4 separate regions of the Mus musculus genome follow, and all the other regions are linked to region 2. A link is a contact called in public HiChIP or PLAC-seq data. All regions are on one chromosome and are shown on one strand. Each heading gives the region's core, a stretch centred on a gene start, on an enhancer-like site or on the middle of the called end of the contact. The rest is flanking DNA. Distances are from core to core; before and after follow the strand shown.

Region 1 (7,182 bases), core at 426-2,925, 240 kb before region 2:
AGACAGTATTGGAACTATTAAAGACTATAGGGAGTTTTGATGTCAGACTAGACACATTTAGCACTATGAGCTGGCCATGTGCCTATGAGGCTGTGTGGTGGGATGCAATGGTTAAAATGAGGAATGTCTCCTATAGGTTCATGTATTTGAGCAATTCTCCAGTCAGTAGCACCACTTGGAGGAATTACAGAACTTTTCAGACATGGACTTGTTCTGGAAGAAGTACCTCACAGGAAATGGGCTTTGTGAGTTTGTAGGCTCACGCCATCTTGTTTCCTCTTGGCTTCCTGTTTGCTACTGAGTTATGATCTCTGAGGTTCCTGTTCCTACCATATGCTGCCATGCCAAGATGAGCTCTTATCCCTCTGAAAACATAAACCAAAACACACTGTTGGATCAAAAAGCTGCTCCTGATTGTGGCATTTTTATCACAGCAAGAGAAAAATGACTAATGCATGCTCCACCCCACGGCTGAAGATATGCAGTTGGTAGTATTTCATTCCAGAAAGTCACCATACTAAAGCGAGAAGGACTTCTTGACATTGGAGATCAGACTGGAACACAAGTGACTCTACCTTGTGAAGCTTCGTAATCAACCCCTGATAACTATGAGGAAAAACAGAATCCTTGAGAGGAAAACAATGACTTGGTCAAAGAGTGACTGTATACAGGATCTGAGCCTGGGAAGACCATAGCCTCTACATATTACTAGTCCTGACTCCCCCCACTGACCTGTACAATCCAAGTATGAGTTACTTTGAATCAGATTCTCTACTTAAAAAATTCTTGGAAGAAGGAGGAAGTTGGTCAAGGGGCAGATGTGAGAACCTGAATGTCAACCCAAGGCCCTTCCAACTCTTCTTGAAAGGAAAGCCTAGATTCACCCAGGGTGCTTTAGAACACTCAACATTTTGTTTACAGCCAGTACCAAGCAGGATAGTGGAGAGGATGAGGGACTAGCCTTGATCTTCCTCTCTGGAAACTGATCCTCTCCACAGCTAACCTTCTCCGACTGAAAACTCTCAGCAGGTCCTGACTTTACTCCAGACATGGAACATGAGACTAAAAAGATGGAAGCTGAAGTAGGAAAAGATACCACTTTCCATAGTGCTCCTCTAATTGTCCTATAATCTCCCCATATTCTCCTAAGCTGGTGTATCTGGGACCTTCACACTTCACTTAAGGTAGTACTCAGCTGTCCCCACCTCTTTGCATCCTTTTAGGAGCAGGGCATAGAACAAATAGCAATGAAAAGAATTACTACAGAAACCATCCATGCGACCAAATCAGACAGACCAAAAATTCAGTTACCATTATAATTTAGAAAAGTAAATTTCAGACACAACTGGACAAAGGAAGTGCTGCTTAGAAAACGTTCCCTCTTGTGATGCACTGTAGCTGACTTAAGAATCCCCAAGTCCCTAAAGTGTTAAGTTCAAGAGAAATTGACTGAAGAGGACAGGGCTTAAGATAAACATCAGCTGTGACTTACTCCTCAGCCACAGTTGAAGAGAGGGCTCCAAACATGTTTTTTTCGTTCGTTTTTTTCTCTTTGTATCTCCCCTATGTGAGAAACATGGCATGCACAATTGGCGCCTATATTATCCCCTGGCCAATACTTTACCCCAGTTGCCTTAGCAACTGTCAATATTTGTCTGGTATGTCACAGCCCCAGTTGGCTGAAGGCTGGTTCAGCATTGGCTTTTGTGAAATTTAGGGAAGAGAGACACCCAGTGGTCATGCTGTTCTGTTTCATTTTATTTTTACTAGAAACATTTTTAGTAATTTTAAAGTCTAATCCTCTTGTAATGATCAACAACCCACACAGTAAACGTGAGGAAAACATGAAAGGACATTGGTGAACACACTAACCTTCCCTATAAAGGCCTGACAGGAAATATTTTAGACCCTGTAGGCCACATGCTGTCTTTTGAAACTACTCAGTTTTGCTGTTACCATGCAAAACCAGGGGTAGAACTTTTGTCAACAAGAGTAGATGGGTTCCAGTAACATATTTCTGCATGTGCGTGTGCGTATGTGTGTGTGTGTACATGCATGTAGAGTCCAGAGGACAATCACGAATGCTGTTCCTTGGGCACTACCTTTAAGACTAGCCAGGTACTGGTTGAGAAGGCCTGACCTGTCTCCATCATCCCAGCACTGAGATTATAAGTATATGCTCTCATGTCTGACACCTTTTTTAAAAATGGCGGGGGGGCGGGGGCTGGAGATCAAATTGAGATTGCATGCTTACTAGGGAAACACCTTTCCACCTTGGTCATCTTCTCAGCCAGCAATAATAGAAACAGGCAGTAGGCCAGATTCATTCCTCAAGAAATGGCCTCCAAACCTAGCAAGGGAAGTTTGAATCTCTCTTCTTTCAACTTGCATATGCAATTGTGCCCTCTGAATACCCCACATTCAAGAAAGTTGGAGCATCACTGTGAAAAAACATAATATCAACATGCTATTTGTAATGTGGCAGCTATTGAATTTGTCCCAGGCACCGTGCTAAGGACCACACTGTGACAATAGCACACTAAGTTGCTGATTTTGCAACTCCTCGAACTCAAATATTAAAACCTGATCCCACAGTGTGATGACATTAGAAAATGGGGTCATACCAGTACCTTGCAGTTTTTATCACAATTGCTCTGTAGTACAGCTTTAGGTCAGGCATGGAGATTCCACAGGAGGTTTTTTTTTTTTTTTCCTTGAGCAGAGTTTTTGCTATCCTAGGTTTTTTGTTATTCCAGATGAATTTGCAGATTGCCCTTTCTAGTTCGTTGAAGAATTGAATTGGAATTTTGATGGGGATTGCATTGAATCTGTAGATTGCTTTTGGCAAGATAGTCATTTTTACAATGTTGATCCTGCCAATCCATGAGCATGGGAGGTCTTTCCATCTTCTGAGATCTTCTTTAATTTCTTTCTTCAGAGACATGAAGTTCTTATCATACAGAACTTTCACTTCCTTAGTTAGAGTCACACCAAGGTATTTTATATTATTTGTGACTATTGAGAAGGGTGTTGTTTCCCTAATTTCTTTCTCAGCCTGTTTATCCTTTGTGTACAGAAAGGCCATTGACTTGTTTGAGTTAATTTTATATCCAGCTACTTCACCGAAGCTGTTTATCAGGTTTAGGAGTTCTCTGGTGGAATTTTTAGGGTCACTTATATATACTATCCTATCATCTGCAAAAAGAGATATTTTGACTTCTTCCTTTCCAATTTATATCCCGTTGATCTCCTTTTGTTGTCAAATTGCTCTGGCTAGGACTTCAAGTACAATGTTGAATAGGTAGGGAGAAAGTGGGCACCCTTGTCTAGTCCCTGATTTTAGTGGGATTGCTTCCAGCTTCTCACCATTTACTTTGATGTTGGCTACTGGTTTGCGGTAGATTGCTTTTATCATGTTTAGGTATGGGCCTTGAATTCCTGATCTTTCCAAGACTTTTATCATGAATGGGTGTTGGATTTTTGTCAAATGCTTTCTCCGAATCTAATGAGATGGTGCTGGCACAACTGGCAGTTATCATGTAGAAGAATTCGAATTGATCCATTCCTTGTACTAAGGTCAAATCTAAGTGGATTAAGGAACTCCACATAAAACCAGAGTCAGTGAAACTTATAGAGGAGAAAATGGGGAAAAGCCTCGATGATATGGGCACAGGGGAAAAATTCCTGAATAGAACAGCAATGGCTTGTGCTATAAGATCGAGAATCGACAAATGGGACCTCATAAAATTGCAAAGCTTCTGCAAGGCAAAAGACACTGTCAATAAAACAAAAAGGCCACCAGCAGATTGGGAAAGGATCTTTACCTATCCTAAATCAGATAGGGGACTAATATCCAATATATATAAAGAACTCAAGAAGGTGGACTCCAGAAAATCAAATAACCCCATTAAAAAATGGGGCTCAGAGCTAAACAAAGAATTCTCACCTGAAGAATACCAAATGGCTGAGAAGTACCTGAAAAAATGTTCAACATCCTTAATCATCAGGGAAATGCAAATCAAAACAACCCTGAGATTCCATCTCACACCAGTCAGAATGGCTAAGATCAAAAATTCAGGTGACAGCAGATGCTGGCGAGGATGTGGAGAAAAAGGAACACTGCTCCATTGTTGGTGGGATTGCAAGCTTGTACAACCACTCTGGAAATCAGTCTGGCAGTTCCTCAGAAAATTGGACATAGTACTACCGGAGGATCCCGCAATACCTCTCCTGGGAATATATCCAGAAGATGTCCTAACTGGTAAGAAGGACACATGCTCCACTATGTTCATAGCAGCCTTATTTATAATAGCCAGAAGCTGGAAAGAACCCAGATGCCCCTCAACAGAGGAATGGATACAGAAAATGTGGTACATTTACACAATGGAGTACTACTCAGCTATTAAAAGGAATGAATTTCTGAAATTCCTAGGCAAATGGATGGACCTGGAGGGCATCATCCTGAGTGAGGTAACCCAATCACAAAAGAACTCATACAATATGTACTCACCTATAAGTAGATATTAGTCCAGAAACTTAGAATACCCAAGATATAAGATACAATTTGCAAAACACAGGAAACTCAAGAAGAATGAAGACCAAAGTGTGGACACTTTGCCCCTTCTTAGAATTGGGAACAAAACACCCATGGAAGGAGTTACAGAGACAAAGTTTGGAGCTGAGACGAAAGGATGGACCATCTAGAAACTGCCATATCCGGAGATCCATCCCATAATCAGCTTCCAAATGCTGACACCATTGCATACACTAGCAAGATTTTGCTGAAAGGACCCAGATATAGCTGTCTCTTGTGAGACTATGCCGGGGCCTAGCAAACACAGAAGTGGATGCTCACAGTCAGGTATTGGATGGATCACAGGGCCCCCAATGGAGGAGCTAGAGAAAGTAACCAAGGAGCTAAAGGGATCTGCAACCCTATAGGTGGAACAACAATATGAACTAACCAGTACCCCAGAGCTCGTGTCTCTAGCTGCATATGAATCAGAAGATGGCATAGTCGGCCATCAGTGGAAAGAGAGGCCCATTGGTCGTGCAAACTTTATATGCCTCACTACAGGGGAACGCCAGGGCCAAGAAGTGGGAGTGGGTGGGTGGGGGAGTGGGTGGGGGAGCATGTGGGGGACTTTTGGGATAGCATTGGAATGTAAATGAAATAAATACCTAATAATAAATAAATAAATAAATAAATAAATAAATAAATAAATAAATAAGATTTAAAAAAAGAAAATGGGGTCACTCAGTCATAAGGATGCATCCCATAAACATAATTAGTGGTCTTATAAAAATGAGAGTTTGCTCTCTTGTGAATATTTGCCTCTCTGTGCATGATAAAACACAGAAAGATATCTATAATCAGGAAGAAGGTCTTCACTGAATTCCACAGCTGCCACAACTTGGGACTTTCTATCAGTCCATGCTGGTAGTTTTATGCCAAGTTGACACAAGCTAGAGTTGTTTTGGAAGAGGAGACCTCTATTGAAACTATATCTTCAGTAAACTGAGTACATTTTCTTAATGGGAGACTGATCTGGGATGGCCCAGTTCACTGTGGGTGATGCCACCCCTGGTCTGGTGATGCTGAGTGCTATGAGAAAGCAAGCTGAGAAATCCATATGGAGCAAGCCAGTTAATAGCAGTCCTCCATGGCCTCTGCATCAGCTCCTCCCTCCATGTTCCTTCCCTGCTTGAGTTCTGGCCCTGAATTCCTTTGATGATGTACTGTGCTTTGAATTGCACACTGAAATAAAGCCGTTCCACCCCAAATTGTTTGGGGCTGTTGTGTTTTACCAAGGCAATAGAAACCCAAACTAAGACACAGACTATGATAAATAAATGTTTCCAGTATCTCATAACAGTGCCCTAAATAACAATCAGTTACCTAATAAAAACACAAACTCTCATTTAACTCAAATGATAGTAAACGAGACTGTCAGAAATTTTTAAAGAGAATGAAGCTAAGGAATATTGACTTGAGGAAATTTTCTATTAGAATGATCACCTAAGACACAAATGGTAGCACAAGCCAGCAATTCCTGCACTCAAGAAACTAAGAAAAGAAGGTCACATGTTCAAGGTCAGCCTGGGCTATGTATCAAGTTTATGATCAATTTGGAGTTAAATAGTGAGTCCCCTGCCTCATAAAACCAGAGCTGGCGATGGAATTCAGTGGCAAAGCACTTGCCTAGCATGTGTAATGCCCTGCAAGCCATCTCCAGCTGTAAAGGTAGCTTTTATTTGCCTGATTTAATTGTCTCCAAGACTTACTGCCTCCATCTGATAACCTAAGACTAGTCCTGGAAGCTTCTAGCTTTCATACAATCTAATCTAAGCCTAGAATGTTTTTCAGCCTCTGAAAGTTGCTGCTCAATACACTCACCCTTTCTAGTGCTTTCTGACCTCTGGCTGGCTAGTTCAACCCAGCTATCCTGTCTCAAACTCCTCTCCAAGCTGACTGACTCAATCTGGCTTCTCTCAGTTTCTTACTGAATCACTCTGCTCGGCCTCAAACTAACTCTGGCAATATGTTCTAATCTTCCACCTCCTCATTCTCTAGATCACTCTGTCTTCACCTGTGTCTAGTTTGTTCTCCCTTCAACCTGTCTCTGTAAAACTCTCCCAGTAAAACTGGGAGTTCCTTTTCTCTCTCCACACTGATCTCTTAGGTAGCTTCCCTTTCCTCTCTCTTCTTGTGCGTGTCAGTCTCTTCTCATTCTGTCAGGTCTTTCTCTGATTCATCACTTTGTCTACCACTCAATTAAACATCACTTTCAAATGTGTAGACTTCCTTCTATAAACTAACCTTACCTTCATTGTTTGGAACTAAAGGTGTGTGTTAAGGCCTAGCCACACCATATCTAGAAACAGTTTATTTTTCCCAGTAAATAACACAATCTTGAGGTTCACAGTGTTATCAAATATCTTGCATTATCAAGCCCTGAAAATAAGTAAATAAGTAATATAAAGTACAATTGTGACTGGAGAGATGGCTCAGCGGTTAAGAGCACGGACTGCTCCTCCAGAGGTACTGAGTTCAATTCCCAGCAACCACATGGTGGCTCACAACCATCTTTAATGGGATCCAGTGCACTCTTCTGGTGTGTGAATGAAGACAGCTGCAATGTATTCATATAACTAAAAGTAAATAAATCTTTTTTAAGTACA
Region 2 (7,124 bases), core at 145-2,644:
CTAGAGCTGGAGAGATTAAAGCCCCAACTCACCAGCCTGATGATCTATTGATCTTCTCCCCAGAGAAAAGACTCCTCCACAAACATGCCTACTCTCTCTCTCTCTCTCTCACACACACACACACACACACACACACACACACACAAACAAAATTAATAACTAAGTAAATACTTAAACATCATCTGACTCCTCATGTTCAGTGGCACATGCCTATGGTCCCTACAGGAGGGCGATTATGGTAGGAGGAAAACTGAGGCAGGAAAATCAAAAGCCCAAAGCTCTTGGAATACCTAGGGAAAGCCTGTCTCAAAAGAATAAACAAAACTTCACTAAAGCCAGGTATGTGTCACTGACTGAGAGTCCAACCCTCAGAAGGCAGATGAAGGAGAATGGCAGTGACTTTGAGGCCAGCTTAGTCCATACGGTGGATTGCTGGCCAGCCGGTGCTACAAAGGGAGACCCTGTCAAACACTGACAGAAAGGAAAGGAAATCGTCACTTGAAAATTATCAAAGCACAGAACTGTGGCTCGAACAGAGAAACTGAGAAAGATCTCTGTACACCCAACAGAGAAACAGAGAAACAGATGAACAGATGAACAGAGAAACAGAGAAAGATCTCTGTACCCCCAACATGATCTGCCCTGATGTCTCATTGGTTTATGATCGGGTTCAGACTACAGGGTCCAGTGCGAGTGGCACGCGCATGCGCACCATCTACTGCTAGGCCCAGGCTCCTTGAAAGCAGGGCGGTAGACTCACGGGTGGATGCCCCTCCACCAGCCATGGGTTGCTGTCTATCAAATCTCTGTGACTTCTGATGATTGTGAAGACTGAAAAGGACCTAGAACTCACAGCAGCTGAGGGGCAGCCACAATGTGAGGCGGTCTTGGTAGCGGGGAGGGAGGTCGATGGGTTCAAAAGATATGAAAACAGTTTATAGTACTTCAGAAACTTACCCAGCTAACTATTCAATACCTTGTCCGTACTTTCAGAGTATATGCAGACTACTGGAGATGTCTTTTTTCAAAAACTGAACTAAAACCACACAAGGCTGTCTTTAAGACCCAAAGTAAAGACTTTTACCATCAGTCACAACAGAAATAGCGCTAGCAGCTTGGCAGCCGCTGAGACACCTTGAAACAATCTTATTTATTTTTCCATTTTTCAGAGTTGGGCCCCCGTTGAGATTGGGGGGATTTCTTTCAGGCCACAGAACAAGATAATCACAGAACTGGGAAGCAGAGCCCAAGCCCCCTGTCTTCCAGGACTTGATCTCTGCGTGGCTCTTTAGCTGGTAAAACCAGCTTCTACTTTCACGTTCAACTCAGTGCATGCAGAGACAATGCTTAAGTGCAGTGAGCATGGTGGCTAAATGGTTAAGGGTGAGTGCGCCTCATAAACAGGGTAATGGTGTGGTGACTCATGATCAAATGGGAAGGGCCCTTTACACACCCAAGTAACATGTTTTGGTGTAAAAGTTTATCTTGAGAAATAACAAAAAAAATTTTTTTTAATTTCTGACTCCTCCAACTTGTGGGAACCCTTCCCGTCTCTGCCACCCCCATGGTATCTAACATATATAATTACCAGGTTGTCTGGTATAGGAACCACTGGGGAGAAATTAAAAATAAAAATAAAAAAAGCCCTCCCTCTGGAGGATACTTTTCAGTGATTGAATGTGAGAAAATGAGAAGAAATCCAGTCCGGGAACTGTGAGCCACTGCCATATAAGCTTGCAATTCTCGAACCAAGCAAGAAAGACGATTGTATAAGTAAACGAATGGCAGTGTTAATTCACCAATGTTTCACATAACACCACAGTAACCAAGGAATCGACATATAAGAAAACTATAGTGGATATACGCAATTGAGGACAGCGTTTTCCTGACCACTGGAAAAGTGTGAGTTTTCATAAACGTTCTATGAGGGCTGGAGAGATGACTTGGTTGTTAAGAGCACCGACTGCTCCTGCAGAGGAGATGGGTTCCAATCCTTGCTCTCACATAATGGCTCTAAAGGAAGAGAACTGATCGACTGAATACATGTGTTAAAGGGCAATTAATTAGGCTGGCTTCCAGGACACAGTCGCAGTAGTCCAGTAAGGCTTTTTCACACTGAAGAGACTGAGAATCCAGACTTTGCTCAGTGAGGCCGGACATGAGGCTGGATGTCTTAACAATCCCAGTCTGGCCCTACAGACCTGGCTGATCTCAGGAAAAATGCTGGTCTCCCTCTACATTGGAAACTGGAGGAGGTAACAAACACGAAATGACACTGTAGCAACAGAGTAGAGGGACTCCCAGCTACAGTGAGGCCAACTAGGCCAAGAAGCACATGTCTCTCTTCCATGTCCGTTCATTTAGGCTGCCAGCAGAAGATGCTGTCCACACTGATGGCTGGGTCTGCCTGCTTCACATAATCAGACCAAGAAAATCTTCCACTTCAGAGGGTGCCAGTGGCTTGAATTTTAGTTGATTTTGGTTCCAAGGGCTCCAATACCCTCTTCTGGCCTTTCTGGGTACTGCACACAGGGTTGTGGTCCACATACCCGACATGTGGGTAAAACACTCATACACGTAGAATAAACAAGTGGAAGAAGGAAAGAACAGACAGGAAGAACAAAGGGAAAGGAAGAAGGAAGAAATGATGGTTACTTGAAACCTGAAAGGGCCCCACCAACGCAGGTGTCTGAGTGGAGTCTACATTCCAAGCCAAGTGCTCTCAAAGAGGAAAGAGCCAATAGTCCGGGAGGAGTCTGGGCTCCTGCTTCTTTAAGGTCACGTGACATAGGCTGTGCACCAGTGCTGATGTCTCCTTTAGTGACTAGAGAGTGCTGGGCGCACGGGCTGCAGCAGCCCCAAGGAGGAGCAAGACTGTCAAAGTGATTGTATAGTACGTGCGGATGCCTTCTGAACACTCCTACAGTTTGTTAATTAGAATTAATTTGGCTGATTAAATTTTTCTTCCAGATTATAATCTATGAAGAAGTAGGAGGCGATGTGCTATTCTGGAAATAAAACATTAAGTTAAAATCATTTAAAATATTTCATTTTATTTTATCACCATATGTGTGTGAAGGAGAAAAAGAGCTAGAGGGGAAAGAGGAAGCCCAAATGTCATCCATGTGTGTGGAGGTCAAAGGACAATTTTCTGGAGTTCGTTCCCTTCTTCCATCTTTATGTGGATTCTAGAGTTTGAACTGGGGTGTCACCAGGCTTGCTCAGTAAAAGGTTTCCCTGAGCCAACAGTCACTGAGTTACAATTCTGAGCTTTCTACTGCCTTAGCTGGGCAACCTCAAGTTTTGTCTCGTTCACGAATTTATCTCAGTAACTACACATAGAATGTAAGTAATAAATGCTGAATGTATTTTAATTACTTATTTTACACTCAATTGTTCATGTGTAAAACAAGAAAAGGCACACATAAGGCAGGTAGCAGAGAGGCAGGTACAATGGTTAGCAAGCAGACATGATGAGGCTATGCAGGCAATGTGTCACATGATGCAGATGCGTGAAACCTCAGCACGTGGGAGGCAGACACGGAAGGACCCCCGTGGTTACACAGATTTCATAGATAGTTTGAGGCGAGTCAAGACTATAATGAGACTGTGTCTCAAACAGAAAAACAGATTAAAAAAAATAAAAAGAGGTGATAGGGAGGGAAGGAGGGAGAGGGGTCGAAAGGCTTGTTTTAGTTGTTGGGATGGAAACCCGTCAGTTTGCCACTTATGACATGTGAGTAGGTGGTCTCATACGCTGAAGGGCAGCAATGAGAGGTTGGTCACCCTCAGTGCTTGTGAGCCCACCACAGGAGCGAGGGATACTACAGAAAAACAGAGAGCTTGCGATTGTTGTAAAAACTGACGTGGCATCCAATGAGCAGAGATCAGAGACGTTCAGTGTGCAGCGCAGTGTTGGGCGCTCCTCTCCGAAACGCTGGGCCTGTGCTGTGCTGCTCACACGCAGCACCGCAGTCTTTAGCGCTGTCTACAGTATCTCATCCTTCAAGTATCCTTCTCGATACAGCACCCACAACAGCCTGGCGATTGGGAAATAACTGCAAATGAATTTTCACTTACCTCCATTTTCTTCAGTCACAAATAAGCAGAAAAATAAACATCCAGGTTCCGTATAAAAGGTATAAAACAGGTTCGATTAAAACATTCTCCCAGGGGCTGGTGGGACACTTCAGTGAGTATCGTGGTTCACCACATTGACAGGATGAAAGATAAAAATGATAGAATCAATTAATCATCTCAAGAGATGGGAATTTTGCAAAGCTGGCACCTTTTCAAGATTTAAAAATAAACAAACAACCAAAAATCCCTAGAGGGGCTGGAGAGCTGGCACTTCCTGCTCTTCCAGCACTTTCTGCTCTCCCCAGAAGCCATGTTAGGTGACTCCCAGTAGTCTGTAACTCTATCTCAAGGGGATCTGTCACCCTCTTCTGGCCTCCATGGTACACATACATGCACATAAAAATTAAAGGATAAATATTTTTAAAAACACAAAACTCTAACAAGAACATGAAGTATAGAAAGACTATACTCTGCATCTAAAGGCTTTAGGACAGAAGCCCACAGCTAATGGCGAAATATTAAACACTTTCCTCTAAGGTCTAGAACAAGGTAAGAATTCCCAGTCCACACTGGAGAAATTAAGAAAGGGAAAGAAGCTACCAAGAAGGAAAGACAAAATGAAATGTCGCTGTTTGCTGTTCACACAAACCTAGACAGGGAAGGCTGTAATAAATATAGATGCATGTGCACATGAACACAGGCCTGCATGCAAACACATATGCATAATTAGAACATGCATAATTAATCAATGAACATAGTAAAACCAAAGGCTACACATTAACGGTACTGTTTCTACACTAGCCAAAAACTATCCAAAAAAGAAATCAAAAGAAAAGTCTCATCGATGATAATAACTAAAACAAAATGTTCAGCAATAAATTTACCCAAGGATATAAAAGACCCACACACAGTAAAACTACAAACCACTGATGAGGGAAACCAAAGGCACAAATAAATGGTGATATTTCATGTTTATAAACATAAAGAATTAATAGCTCAAATGTTCGTGCTACTAAAATTGATGTCCAAATTTAGTACAGTGCCCATGGAAATTCTAATACCAGTTTTGAAATAAACACCCCACTCCTTAAATTACATATGGAACCAACCACAAAAGAAACCCATCAGTCCAGGTGATCATAAAAAAACACACACACACTCATACACACTCATACACAAATACACATATACACATAATATACACACACAGCACGAGGACATATTACCCTTCAAACTATACTGCAAAGCTATGAATAATTAGTATATAACACTGACACATCAACCAACAAAACAGAACAGAGGGCCCAGAAATAAATGCATGCATGTGTACTCAGTAGATTTCCAGCAAATATACCAGGAACACAGAATGACAGCCTCTTCAGTACATGGTAGTGAAAGCTGGAATTCTACATGCAAGAGAATGAGAGAGGATTTAACGGTCTCACACCATATATAAATTCAACTCAAGTCAGAATGAACTTTCTGGACTTAGAAGTCCAGAAACTAAAAGCACTATCAGGACACAGGATAGAGAAGCTCACATGACACAGGTGTGTGCAATGACTTGTTTTTTTAAGCACAAGAATACAAGAAACAAGCCGGGCGTGGTGGGCCTTTAATCCCAGCACTTGGGAGGCAGAGGCAGGCGGATCTCTGAGTTAAAGGCCAGCCTGGTCTACAGAGTGAGTTCCAGGACAGCCAGGGCTACAGGTAAAACCAAAAAAAAAAAAAAAAAAAAGAACACAAGAAACAAAAGCAGAAGAAAAGGAAAACAAAAACAAAGCAAACTCAAACTCAAATAGACACATGGGATTATATGAAAGTAAAATGTCTCTTCACAGAAAAGAAAATTCAAAGAAATAGCCAATGGACTGGGAGAAAACATTTAACCCAGACATCCAGTTCAGGGGAATGCCCAAAATATATAAGGAACTCAAACAATAATAGCAGACGAACAAAAACCCCACACCTTCAGAGCTGCTGATGAACATACGCCAACATTCGCAAATGTTCAACATTTGTATATATATTTTTTTTTTTAAAAAGTGTCATTAAACGTTAAGGAGATGCAAGTCAAAGTCACAGTAAGACAACATCTTATACCTGTTAGGAAGTCTTGTTACCAAAAAGACAAGGCCAGTGCTGGCAGGAATGTTGGGTAAAGAAGGAAGGGATATGACCTAGTGGGTATCTTGCTCACTGTCCATGCATGAGGAACCAAGGCCAGGTCCCCAGGTCTCATGCAAAAAGGCAGGCTTGGCTGTAGACAGCAGCCACCCCAGTGTTGACGGGTAGACAGGCAGCTTTCGGGGGTCCCTCAGAAAGAGCTAATCCCACGGGGATCCAACTCTCATGCCATAATTGCATTCCAAATCCCTACGCTTCTGAGGCAACAGGATCTGGAAGGGAGGTTTTAATGATGACATTTTCAGAGGACACTGACCCTGGGACCATAGAAGCAACACTGGCACATCAAAGAAATGCATGAACAGACTTGATTTTCAACTGTTTCCCACTAAAGGCCTTTTCCTCCAGCAGGATCCACACCAGAAACAAACTGTACTGTTCTTAGTCTCCGGTAATCTCAACTTCCTCTCTCGCCCCTCTCCTTGTTCCCTACAACTGTAGCAGCTTTGCAAATTAACCTTCATCTAATTAGGTTTCTGTTTCCTCATTAGACAAAACAGAGTCAGAACACAAATTTTCATCCCCTGACAGAAGTGGTTTCTCTGACATCACAGTATGGAGGAAGACACTTCAAATCTTTTTTCTAAAGATTTTATATTTTTATTTGATATGTATTTTTCCTTTTCCATATTTTATTCTTTGGAAGCAAGTCACTAGCTAGGCTATATTAAAAGTCGATGGTGCCAGCAGTTAAAAACTCTGAAATGGTTGTGTGCAAGCACACATTTGACCTGAAGGAATTTCACTGACTGACAATGCAAACTGAAGTCAGAAGAGACGAGCATCAGGCACCGAGAAACTGATGGCGGTCTAGTTTTTTCCAGCAAGGATCTGGATGCATTTGGATTAGAATTGCC
Region 3 (6,624 bases), core at 2,297-4,796, 200 kb before region 2:
CATCCCAGCCAAAAAAAAAAAAAAATGCACACTAAAGTCAATAGAGGTGGTGCGCTTTGGTACTGTTACTTGGTTTGCTTGTTTCTACCTTAGTAGTTCATTTGATCCCCTGGTGAAAATTGTTCCTAATCTGGAAGCAGTCCCCTGATGTAATCCTGCTTCAGGCTTTCAAGAAAGACTGCAGAGACACTCTGCCTGGAGTCAATCTCTTGTTTAAGCCATTGGAAACACAACTTAGTCCTTCCTGGAGGCCAAGGCCACAATGAACAGTCAACAACTAATCCAGTAGTTGGTGGCAGCATGATTGGAGCTGAGTGGCACCGATTCAGGCAGAATCTGCTGAGTCAGGTTCTGTAGATGTAAGAAAACTCCCTCGTGTAAGTACAGGATTTATGAAAAAGAAAATGAACGTACTCCCTCTGGAAAGTAATAGACAGGCCCAAGAAACAAGTTCAAAACTGGACAGGGATAGCAAAGTCAGCTGTTGTCTAGACTCTCAGCTACGATCTAGAGCTAAGATTGGTCTGGGTTGCTTTTTGGTTTTGTTGGTTTTGTTTGTTTGTTTGTTTGTTTGTTTTGACCTGGAAACACTAGGTGCTTCAGGAATGAATTCTGACCCACTCCCTGTGACTGTGTAGTACTGTTCTCCAATAAGGCCATAATCTGATGCCAAGGCTTGCAAGCCTGCCAAGGCTGCCAAGGCTGAGGATAAGAAGGCATTCAATGGCAGTCTTCCTTATCAGGAGACTAAGGTCCTGACACTCATCGAGTCATGCAGAAGAGGGTTTTCAGACAAGAGTTTAGACACTAGGCTGGTGTGTGTGTGTGTGTGTGTGTGTGTGTGTGTGTTTAGACTGACATGGTGATATAGACATAAACATAGTTGCTATATTGATATAGACTTCAAAAAGTCAGCATCTACTTAAACTTGGCTCATCACTAATGCTGTATCATGTATGTTATATTAGATATGTATGCAAATACCCATGTAAAATGATTTAAAAGGGTTAAATAGGGAGATTTATTTGGGCACATAGTTGTAGAGATTTTGTTCCATACTCATTTGGCTCAATTGCTTTTGGGACCAAACATCATGATGGGGAAAGTATAGGAGGGCAAAGCAGTTCATCTCATAATAGACCAGAAGCTAAGGAGGGACAGGAAAACTTTTGGACATGGTATATTTTTCCAGGCTGTATGTCTCTTGACCTACCTTCTCTAACATGGCCCTACCTTCTGGTCCTTCTGGTTTTCATCATGTCCCAACATGCTGTCTTGTGATCCATCAAAGGATTCACTCATCGTGAATATCATAGGTCTCATGATAAAAATAATGTGGCAATACCTGGAACTACCAGCTGAGGTCCACACTTTCAGTGCATGCTCCTTTTAAAGGGCATTTCATATCAACACCATAAGTAAAGCATACTCATGGGATGTGATTAGTCAGAACTGTACAGACATCAAGGCCTTCTGAATCAAGGACATTTAGACAGTAGGTTAAAATAATGAAGATGGCGAATAAACTCTAAAGTCCAGGCTACCACTTGGGCTCTGCTTCTATAAGAAGGCAGGTACAGTATTGACAGGAGATTCTGGTCTCTACAAAGTAATTGGAATTCACTCAGGAAACCAAGTGGGAGTCCCATTCAGATGCTGGAGATGAGAGAGTAACAAATGTCCACGGGCCATTCCCAGCACAGGATTGTCCGCAATACTGCCTGCCCAAGCGCCCTTACGATTTATCCCAGGACCAGCATAGGCACTAAGTGGAGACTGACTATTGAAGTTGAAATTTTTCCTGTTCCAGCAAACAAGTGTGGTTAAGACAGCAAAGCCAGGAAGAGAAATGACACAGAATGGAGCACTAATGCCTTTCTTTTCTTCTCTCTTACCTCCAGAACCCTGCCCCAGATAAAGAAAGGGACAGGCAACAGTTCTTCATTGCCAATGGACTAAACGCTGTACTACTTGACAACCACAAAAAGAGATCTGTTATCCTCATTTCCCCACCACAGAAGCTGAATAGCCAAGACCCTAAGTAACTCGTGTTAAGTCCTACTAGATTTAGACTCAGCTTCATACGTGTGTGTGCTACCTATGCTCAGTCTCACCCCTCATTTCCTTCGAGATTCTTCACCTGCGTCTTACTCTGAGAGCTGCTTCCTAATTTTTAGAATGATTTACTTCTGCTAGAACACACATTCTCATTGTAATATGTCAGGTAGTACTGGAGGTGACAGGATTAGAATAAGGTGCATTGTGCAGTGGCAATGTTATGTGAAGTTTTTTGAGAACTGAGATTGCAGGTTAAAAAGAGAGAGTAACTTAATTATTCAGAGATTGCAACTCTTTCCTACTAAAGGAATCAGATTCAAGGAAGTTATAAATGCGTAGGACAGAATGTATGTTGCCAAGTAAGTTGAGAGCCTTGAGATAGGCATTCATCCTTCTCCATTATTAGCATATATTTATCCCAACCCTTTTTTGTGCTCTTGTGCGAGTATGTGTGTGTGTGTGTGTGTGTGTGTGTGTGTGTGTGTGTTTTCCTGGTTGATATCTACTGAATTTACTTAGTTCTCTTGCTGAGCCTGGAACTTGGTTTTTCCAGCTAATTGAGCTAGCCAGCCGGGCCTAGGGATTCTCCATCTCTTCCTCTCAAAATCTAGAATTACAAGTGCCTAGATCTACAATGCCTACTGAGTTTTGGATGTAAGTTCAGGCTCTTCATGCTTTTGAGACAAGTTCTTTATGCACTGAGCTATTTCTCAGCCCTGAGAATCACAACACTAAAAAAAAAAAAAAAAAAAAAAAAATACTAGGAGCTGAAGAGAAAAGTCAGCCAGTAAGCTGTTAAGTATGACCCCCCCCACACACACACACACACACACACACGCACCATGAATATATTAGGTGCTTTGTCACCTGCTTGTAATTCCAGTTCTGGGGAGTAGAGACAGGAGCCTCCATTACCTGATAGGTTAGAGACAAGTAAAGGCTCTGAGTCAAAGATGAGTGCGTGGGTAATGACTGAAATTCACTTCCAACTTCTACATGTGTACACACACACACACACACACACACACACACACACACACCTGTATACACATGCATGCAAACAAGAAATTGCAATTATGAAAGGGGAGCTGTAAAGAAAGCTCAGCCAGGCTCTTTTAGGGCTCTAGACTCTAGGCTTCACTCTTCTGGTCCCCAACACAGAAGCAGATGAAGATGTAATGACCATTTAGGACAGCACTGATGGACGCTAGGGAAATTCCAATGGAAAAAGTCCCGAAAACTTCCAGAGTTTTTGAAAGAATGGAAACTTCTAAAGCCAGAATGAGTCAGAGACCCAAGGGTATAAAGGAGGAAAAATAAGATAAAATGGGACAAAGGAAAACTTTAGCTCGGAATCAGGAAAACCCCAAGCTTGGGAGAACTACTAGGTGACTGGCTGGCAGAGAAGTGTGGAGTCCCTGACACTTGGCTCATCCCACTGGATAGGCTCCACGTCAGGAGTGTTGGTACCACTCCTGAGTGAAGAATGACCATGCAAGCCACTTTCAGCTTTACTTTAAAGCTCTCTATAGAGCATGGGTGATTCATACTGCACGCCCTTAAAACCACTCTTCATTTCTATGACTTGGATTATTTTAAGGTGCCATGTGACTAGGTCCCTTGTGACAAAACAAAGCTCTCACAAAGTTTGTTTTTAACCTAACTTTCTTATCTTCTCTCTACTCTGCATGTCAGGCAATGTACTTTCTCTTAGAACTCGAGCCAGCATAAACTGGATTGATGTAGTGTTGTTTTGTAAACTGTGAGACCAAAGAACAGAAGGATAGGAAAGATCTCACAGTGGGGCCAGATCAAATTGCAGGGCAGCCCAAGGTTCTGCATCTGACTTTGGTAACCAGGGACATGTGGTAAAGAAACACATTGGTTGTTGTTAACCTCAAAAGGACAAGGACCAGCCCTGAGCAGAAAAAAAAAAAATGTATCTATCTTGTGCACAGATCTTGGATGGATGTCTTACTCCATCTGTAGAATGCAGTTGCAAAAGTCTGGGCTACAGAACCAAAGATGGGGCTGAGTTCCCATGGGATATGACAAAAAGATGTCTTCATCTCTGAAATGAATACCATGAAAGCTACACTAAGGCACAACTAAGAAGGTGAAGAAAACAAACGTGTAGAAAAGACAAGAATGTGAAAGAAGGTCTAGTTGAGAAAGAAAGAGATGAGCAGGAGGGGGACAGGAGAATAATGGGAGGACACAGAGATGACAAAATGCACTACAGCCATGTATGAAAATGTCATAGTGAACCCCATGGTTACATAGAACTAATAGGAAACTTAAAATGATAACATATAAACATGAGCCTGGTATCTGATACAGGACTACTAGAAAAATAAACAAGAGAATGGAAAACATGCATGCAGTACAAAGCCCAGTGGCTGGTACACAGAAGGTACTGTGTAGATTATAATAGTAATGGAATGGAGCTTTGTTCTAAAGTATTAGCTGGTGTCTGTTCAGGTGTGTGTGAGACCCAACGGCACTGTTTAAAGTGTGTCCCTTTAATGAGTAATTTCCCACCTAACCAAGAGAGGCCCTAGCTGGAAGGGGAGTTTAGTATTTAACTAACATTACCTCAACCCCAGATTGCAAGGAAAGGCCCCACTCTATTCATTCTTGCTCCCTGGGACACACTTGACCTCTGACTTCTTCTCTCAACCCTTTCCTGGCTCCTCAGCAATTAGCCTATTCCTTGCCTTCCAGATGCTACACATTAACCTTGCTCTTCGATGGGTTTATTTAAACAAACATAACACTCACTAACATCTGACAACCAGCAAGAGATTTATTACTCTCTTGTTGCAAGGAGAATGTTAGGAGAGTCAACAAGGAACAAGCAACAGCTTGTAGTGGCCTTGGCAGTGGCCTGCGGTTTGCCAGGCAACGTCTTTGCCTTCCACGCTAAGGTATTTGTAGATCTCTCATGGAGTTTTGTGAGTGCATCTAAACGATGTCGGGGAACTGCACTGACACAGAGACCTTCGCTCTACAATGCCTGCTTCTTTTGATAATAATTCTACCATGGGATTATGAAGAGCTCTTCTGAGATTGGCCTGGACCACATGAACCTTCAGTCCAAGTCCATGCTGTCTATGCACCTATGCGTCCTTGGTATATTAGGGATTACCAACTGAATTAGAGTTTTGCTCAGTAAGAAGGCTTTTTCTACAGTGAGAAATATCCGGTTTGGACTCATGATAAAATAGACAAAATGTCCTAATATCACAGATGGCAATGGAAACTAAAGACTCCAAGGAACACAGTGGGGAACTCGGACAACAATCAATGCTACTTGTCCATATTTGCTCAGCAATCATGGTGCCCTTGCCCACGCTGCAAAGGCCCCGGCTTTGTAGAGCAAAGAACAAGAATGCTGTTTTCTATAGGAGTCTCCCATAGCAAGGAAGCTCCTATTGCTTTTGGTTTCCATCTATTCTGCACTGAATTGCCCTGGTGTTTAATTGCCAACCCCATTAGGTATATGTAGAGCTAAGACATGAACATCTCAGAAGATCTATAAACTAGACTTTGGTAGAAAATTCCAGAAATAGACACTAAACTACTCAAGCAGAAGAGAGAGTGACTACACAGGTGCCCCATATCTTACTGGCCTGGCAAAAAGATGTGACATGCAGACTCGGCAGAGACCAAGGGAAACATAGCCAAGAACTTTCTAGAAATGATTTGCCTAGGACGCCAACACTGTTCTTCAATAAGCAGGCCACACACCTCTTGCCTTGTGATTTTGCTTGAGCCTCCAGATGTGTGTGTGTGTGTATTTGTGCACGCATGTAGGGGCAGACAAACATGTGTATGCGTGCATATGGAGGTTAGAATTCTACATCTTGTGTCTTTCTTAGTCTTTTCAACCTTATATTTTGAGATGAGGTCTTTCACTGTACCCAAAACTCACTAATTTAGCTATGCTGGCTGGCAAGTAAACTCCAGGAACCTGCCTGACTCTGTCTCTCAGATGCTGGGATTATAAACGTGACACAACACATAGCTTCTTACAGGGATTCTGGGGGATCAAGCTAAGTTCCTTGCATTTGCATAACAAGCATTGTACTAAATGAACCATCTCTGGAGCTCAAAGAAATAACATTTGACTGTCTTACTTGCCATAATCCTCAGCAGTCTGAGATATGTCATCTGATTGGCTACACATGGAACATGACAATGCTCCACAAACTGGATGGCTGGGCAAGGCTGAGCATGGCCCATTCCTTCAGCTTCCGTACATAAAATACTCTTCCAGGGATCTTAGAATCTGGTATTTACAGGATACCAAAGATATTTTCATTTCCCAGTGACTAATGCTGATCACTGGTGACCACATTAGCTAATTTCCTGCCAAATCTTCCATCTTTCCTTAACATTGCCAAAAACCATTTCTCCTGTTTGACATCATGACACTCAGTACCTCCCCTGAACAGAGTGCAAGCAAGACCTCATCTCCTGTTCTTACCAGCTCTGGGTGTGATAGCCAGATGGCCATTCTCTTTCCTGATACCCTATCACTTAAGAAAGAAAGAGAGAGAGAGA
Region 4 (6,460 bases), core at 2,263-4,762, 160 kb before region 2:
ACAGTAAATGTTCTTCTGTGCTTTGGAATGGCTATCACAGTTCCCATAACCAGTAGCCAAAGATAACCTGACTAATAAGTGCTACATGTATGTATGTGTGTGTCTGTTTTTATAAGCTTTTGTTGTGAGTATTTTCAAGCATCCACAAAAGAAGAAATTAATACAATAATTTCCTCTGAACTCTTATTGTACCCTAACTATTATCAAAATGTTGTGATTTTCTTTTTGTGAAGCTGAAAACATTGAGGTACTTTATCATTTGTCAAAATTGAACATATAAATATAACTGTGTTAAATATATACACATATACGCACATGCAACACATACAAACACAGAGAGAGAGAGAGACATAGAGACAGACAGAGAGAGAGAGAGAAAGAGAATGATAAATACAGAATTATTATTATTATAGGATACCAGGTCCCTATGGATTCAATAAAGTTTTGCTTAGGTTGTTTCGCCTTTCCATTCAGCTGGCTGCTCCCAATGGTTTATAATGTATTTGGTTCAATGCTGGGGACATAAGTTAAGAAGCTAAGTATGAAAATGCATCTCTGAACTCACATTACAGCTCTCATCATTGTCAGGTCGGTGAGGAAGGATGAAAGAAGACACAGAGAGAGGACCATCACACTTGTCTGCAGGCTGAGTGAAGTCCAGGCAGCTGGTGATGATGCTGTAGTAGTGGGTAGGGACAGGAATAGAGCTGCCTTCCACATACCTGAGTCAGGAAAGGAAATAACGTTACAAGGCACACCAAACATTCTCTTAAAACTGCTTACCCATCTCTTGTGTCTAAGACACTCTGTTAGCCCCCTGTTATATCTTTAAACATAGTTGATAGTTGTCTCTATGCCTGGAATTGTCTACCTGCCTCAGCCAGGTGGGAAGAAAAAGATATCCCCAGAAAATCAAGTGGCTGGATTGAAGAGTTGGAGGCACCCAATGGTGACTAGGATAATACTAACTAGCAAAGAGCTGGAAGAGTCAATGAAAGACAAATTGTGATGGTTTGAGGGTACCAGGATATGGAACTTAGGAGCTATTCCATGGAAGCTTTGGGGAATGTGGAGCATCATATTAGATTTGTGTTTCAGAAAGATCACTATCATAGATATAGAAATTGGTCTAGAATCACAAGACACTGGGTATAGAGGAAAAAGAACACTTTTATTCTACACTGAGATCTTGAATTTGGTATAAAGAAATCACTAATAGCTGAGAGCTGGGGATGAGCTCAAGGCCGTTAAATGAGCTTTCTTCAGTAGAGTAAAGTTCACACATTTAAATTCCTCAGGAAACTTGGTGTTATTATAATTTTAATCATTTTTAATCTTGAAATAATGAGTGAGCTTAATTTTGTTTAAAAAGTACCAAAATGATCAACAATAAATATATACTTAAGATGAAATTTCTTTTGAATTACTGAAAATACTGAAAATTATCTGTATTTCAAAGTAGCACTTTATTCCTCAAGTATCTTTGTTATTTGAACACTGTGCTGATCTCTGTTTATTTGTGCATATATAAATGCACTAGACTACATACTCCTTATATACACAGCATTTGCCCTATCTTTTTGTATCCCAAATAGCACCAAGGGGAGAGCGATAACGAGAGTCAACCAAAGTCTATATGCAACTTTCTAATAAGACATACTGGCTCAGAACGTAGGAAAGACTCCAAAAGTCTCTAAAAATAATGAAAATGAATTAAAATCACAAGTTCTCTACTGAAGAGTTGTTGAAGAATAAATGGTCATTTCAAAAAATTACTGATACATTTTATCATAAGATGGAAACGTGTATATCACAAACCTCAAATTTTCATTCTAACTTCTAAAGCCATAGTCAACCAAAGATGGAAAACAACTAAAGATTTTAGATGAAATTCAAAGAAAAGATATTTAAGAGTATGAACTGTTCTAGCACATGAGAATCATTGACTGGTATCCTAGAATTTAGGCATCTCACACAGAACAGGGGGAAAAAAGCTCACTGTTTAATTTCATCCTCAATGTCACGTAAGCCATTGTAATTGTAGTCAAAGATCGGTCCACTTATTACGTTGACCCCATTCCTTTCTGACGCATATTTCTTCACCAAGACCCTTTGGAAATAAGTCCAAACACCTGTGCAAAGAAACAAATCAATTCTTCCTGCCCAGATACACTTGGTTCAGACAAACTCTCTGCAGGATGCCTTCTTCAAGTGCAATGTCAGAAGCTAAGAGCCGCTGTGACTCATCAGAACCTGTTCTCTGTGTGGTGCACTGTGAACTTGCAAAAGGGAAGATAAAAGAGAGGGGGCATTGCAAGGGAGGTAGGAAGCGTAAGCCAGTGAGTCAGGGAAAGTTCCCAGGGGAGGTTAAAGAGCCAAGATGTGAAAGCAGAATGAACCCATATGTCCCAGGTGGAGAAGTGGGGGCAGAGCATGCCAGATAGTTACAGTGTGAGCAGGAGTATCTTAGCCATTAGACAAAATTAAATACGAAGTCTGGGCTTCACCACAGCACCACATCAACTGCATGTAGTAGCAAACAACTGTACCCAGCAGCCAGGAGGTAAAGCCCATAGGATTTTGAGATGATTCTCAGCTTCATAGAAAGCTCAAAGGCAGCTCTGGCTGCATGGAATAACATCTCAGAAGGGGTGAGAGGCTAAGGATATAGCTAAGTGGTGTAGGGTATATATGTCTAATGTGTCTGAGAATCTGAGTCTCATGCACAGTACGGGGAAAAAAGAATGGAAACTTTTTTTTAATTGCTTAGCCAATGGTCACAGTCCAGGGACTAGAACTTGGTTTTGAGGACCAGAATTTATGGTGCTTATTCAATTCACAGAATCACTATCAACCAAGGATACTTATTCTGAAAACAAATTATTATATGTTCAAAGAAGTTAAAATAATAATTTGCATGACCCTAAAATCATTTGAATTAATATTCCGATAAAGAAGAATATTCATAATCTTCTTCTGGATCTTAGGGTCAATATTCAGAAAACATAAGCACCCTAAAGCAGAAGGGTGCTCGTGGCCTTTGCAGACATGTTCAATAAATAAATATGGATGTTTGGAAGTAGCAAGTGACCTCTAGAATTCAGTAAGACTCCCTCATAAAATAATAAGCATTAAAATAGAAAGAACTGCAGGGTAGAAAAAATGCAACTGTGGTTTAGTTTGGCTCTACCACTTCATGACCTGGGTCACTTCTTATGAGGGCAATTTCCTAATTATGAGCAAGGGCTAGATGACTCACTGGCTTCCCGCCCAGGTAGGTCATCTACAGAGAATTTATATGCAATATCTTCACAACTTATAAGCTGAACATTTGTAAGGTATTATTAAAATCAGCACGGGGGTAAAAAAGGTAAGTGGCGAATTTAAAATATTTATCTTCTAAGAAACAGTTTATTGGGTAAATAGCGTACTTACGTTTGAAGGCAGGGTACATTGGAACCATGTTGGTTACAAGGAATGCATCATATTTCGCTTCTGGGGAAGAGCTCAGATCTAAACATCAGGTGGGAGAGCAAACTGAGTCATTGCTTACCAATCTCAACATGAACAGGAAACTCAGTGTTTTAGGCCAACCCAAAGAGTTTGAAGCTGGCAGATCTATTCTTTTATTTCCCCCTATCAGCTTCTTTAAACAGTCCCACTCAGTCCCTTTGCGTCCCTCAACGGCTCTCAGGAAGTATTTACAGCCCACTTCTTCCTACCTAGTTCAGTCTGTAGTTCTTTGATTTCATTATTATAACCTAGACTCTTAAAAAATGTCATTAAGATAATGAGGCATAATTGTTCTCAGGAAATCACCTCTGCAGGACTGTGCCACTTAATAGCCTCCCTCCCACACTCAGGCAAATGACTCTTATTAAACTCAATGGGCCACACACAAAAAAATTGAGGACATGGAAACAGGAGCAGAACGGGGTGAGAAGGACCCCAGCAGGGGACAAGGTGAAAGAGACCAAGGGGGATAAAAAAAATGACACTCATATAACCATATGGAACCGTCAAACGAAACACCTGTCTTAAGAAAGAACTAATCGCCTAATAACTTACTATTTCTTACAGATTCCCTTTAACAATGTGGAGGAAAACAAGGTTCCCCTGTCTAGACTTTCCCGGAAGAGCAGGATATTTGAAATCTGGCTATTTTCAGGCTTACTTGGGGGATAATCTCACAGCCTCACAAGTGCTTCCCCATGAAGAAACCCTGAAACCCTGAAGTCCTAAGCAACAAGCTTCAAACCCCAGAATATACCTCCCACTCTGCAAAGGTACACACACACACACACACACACACACACACACACACACACAGAGTGATCACAGCCCAACATGCTGCAACTTACAGGGAGGAAAAAGGAATCCATAGGACATCTGTTTATCATTTTTATAGGCTAAACAGTTCTGACTGAATCCAGGAGATACACGGACATCAGGGCGAACACAGTTGGTCAGGTGCTCTGGGATGCTAGAGACCTCAGCCTGCATGGGGAGTAAAGACACTCAGTGATGCTATTCCAGAGATGAGACCAAATGACTTCAGCAAAGCTAGAGCATCTACTTTGAACAGCAAACCCAAACTCACTAGCGTATCATAGTTCTAACTTCTTTTTTAGAGCCCTTCATTTTAAGTACAATAAGCCAATAAGTTTCAAACTCTTAGTTTCCTGCAGTTGAATCTCTTTACCAATGTCTGAAGTTAAACAATACATAAAGTGGAACTCCTACTGTACAATGCTGAGGAAGCATAGACAGGCTGACCTCTGCTGTTGGTTATCCACCCAGCCTAGCCTACTTAGCAAACTCCAAGCCAGTGTGAGAACCTGGCTCAAAAAAAAAAAAAAAAAAAAAAAGAAGAAGTGTATGGGGGAGGGGGGGAGGTGCATGGCTTTCCTGAGGAACCAGGTATATACACACATACAAACACATGCATGTACACACACAAATCCCTTTTTAGCATATATAACTATATATGCACGCGCGCACGCACACACACACACAAACTTGCAGGTATACACACACAGGAATAAACAAGGTTGTTAGGGAAGTAGTTTGTTATTTACATTTACGAATTGAAAATATATCTATCTCTAAGAACATATATTTGATATATATAATATGGATAATATATATTAAGACTACCAAATAAATTATTCTAATTTCTGACCTATAGCTTTGTATCTCATCCTCATGAAGCTGAAACTCCAGTTAAAGCCTTTTTTTTGTTGTTTGTTTGTTTGTTTTGTTTTTCGAGACAGGGTTTCTCTGTGTAGCCCTGGCTGTCCTGGAACTCACCTTGTAGACCAAGCTGATCTCGAACTCAGAAATCTGCCTGCCTCTGCCTCCCAAGTGCTGGGCTGCCTTTTTTTTTTTTTATTAAAATACAAACAGAGGGCTAGAGAGGGCTCAGCAGTTTAGAGCACTTGCTGCTCTTGCTGAAGACCTGGGTTCACTTCCTAGAACCCATTTGGTGATTCGCAACCATGCATAAATCCAGTTCCAAGGAATCCTATGTTCTATTATTTCTAAGGAATATGAAGCATATACATACATATATGCAGGCAAGGCACTTACACATAAACTAAATAAATCTAAGAATTATTTTTAATTCTCAGTAACTTTTGAAAAATTAAAGAAAATACAAAGAAAATGCTAATTCAGGCTGAGGGGATATGTATCTGGGACGCTCTCATTTCACTAAATCCAAATTTCTCTAAAAATTAATATCCATTAAAACACACAAACAAACCTTGGTAGTCTCTGGAAGTATTGGGCAGAATGGGAACAAAGTAAGAAAAAAACAAAACCTAAAAGCATCAGTATGTTCCCTTCAACGGATTACAGGAGAACAGTCAGAAAACTGAGTGCAGTTTAAAATGCCTCGCAATGAAGCAGGAAGAAGTACTTCCTCCAAGACTGACACTTGAGTTCAATCCCTGGACCTACAGAGTGCATAGAGAGAACCAACTCGATAAACTACCCTTTGAGCTCTAAAGGCATGCCATGGTGTGTATGTACACACGCACACACACACACACACACACACAAAATAATATTACAATAGATGCAACAGAATGTTTCTTCAATCATGAAAAATTCTACTATTAATCAAAACACTCGTTGTATCAAATAAAGAGTATAATCCCCAATTTTCTCAATAACCTGCTTAGAAATGGTATAAGAAGTCCAGAGAGGCATTAAGAATATTTCACTGTAACCACTTTCAAAGTCCGTATGGTATAAGATATCATAGCTAGTCCGATAAAGCACTGCAGGTCGTCCATACAGGAGATGTCTCTCTAGGAAAGAAAGAAAGAAAAATCTACATTCAGTGCAATGTCAACCTTACATCACATGTAAAATATTGGAAGAGGAGTCAAGTTGCCTAGAGTTTGATAGCTGACTTATTAGACAGTAGCTTCTCCTTAATTTGATCAAGTTAGTT

What was found. HiChIP or PLAC-seq counts read pairs in DNA pulled down with a chosen protein or histone mark.
Region 1: a FOXA1 HiChIP or PLAC-seq map of pancreatic cancer cells shows a contact between it and region 2. The contact joins two enhancer-like sites. A contact is called at or near these places in 27 of 484 Hi-C or Micro-C datasets (DN2 thymocytes, the HL-1 cell line, LSK cells and 17 more) and 1 of 115 datasets of contacts at active chromatin or transcription factors (pancreatic cancer cells).
Region 3: a contact with region 2 is called in a FOXA1 HiChIP or PLAC-seq map of pancreatic cancer cells. The contact joins two enhancer-like sites. A contact is called at or near these places in 1 of 484 Hi-C or Micro-C datasets (embryonic stem cells) and 3 of 115 datasets of contacts at active chromatin or transcription factors (embryonic stem cells, pancreatic cancer cells and vascular smooth muscle cells).
Region 4: a contact with region 2 is called in a FOXA1 HiChIP or PLAC-seq map of pancreatic cancer cells. The contact joins two enhancer-like sites. A contact is called at or near these places in 4 of 484 Hi-C or Micro-C datasets (cerebral cortex, liver and uterus) and 2 of 115 datasets of contacts at active chromatin or transcription factors (a colorectal cancer cell line and pancreatic cancer cells).

What each region holds. Positions count from the first base shown.
Region 1 is chr15:54,766,851-54,774,032 of GRCm38.p6, forward strand. No RefSeq gene overlaps it. Among named protein-coding and RNA genes, the nearest start is that of Ccn3, 25 kb to the left of the region's middle. Within about 2 kb of position 1,676, at least 58 of the 459 cell types and tissues checked have an H3K27ac peak or open chromatin away from gene starts, as enhancers often do. A contact at or near this core is called in pancreatic cancer cells, where this site is marked.
Region 2 is chr15:55,005,492-55,012,615 of GRCm38.p6, forward strand. No RefSeq gene overlaps it. Among named protein-coding and RNA genes, the nearest start is that of Gm2491, 22 kb to the left of the region's middle. Within about 2 kb of position 1,395, at least 16 of the 459 cell types and tissues checked have an H3K27ac peak or open chromatin away from gene starts, as enhancers often do. A contact at or near this core is called in pancreatic cancer cells, where this site is marked.
Region 3 is chr15:54,806,060-54,812,683 of GRCm38.p6, forward strand. No RefSeq gene overlaps it. Among named protein-coding and RNA genes, the nearest start is that of Ccn3, 63 kb to the left of the region's middle. Within about 2 kb of position 3,547, at least 52 of the 459 cell types and tissues checked have an H3K27ac peak or open chromatin away from gene starts, as enhancers often do. A contact at or near this core is called in pancreatic cancer cells, where this site is marked.
Region 4 is chr15:54,843,814-54,850,273 of GRCm38.p6, forward strand. It overlaps Enpp2 (ectonucleotide pyrophosphatase/phosphodiesterase 2), which reads right to left. Exons shown (of 25, transcript NM_015744.4): 20 at 6,178-6,314; 21 at 4,362-4,497; 22 at 3,436-3,513; 23 at 2,000-2,132; 24 at 566-722. Among named protein-coding and RNA genes, the nearest start is that of Enpp2, 73 kb to the right of the region's middle. Within about 2 kb of position 3,513, at least 23 of the 459 cell types and tissues checked have an H3K27ac peak or open chromatin away from gene starts, as enhancers often do. A contact at or near this core is called in pancreatic cancer cells, where this site is marked.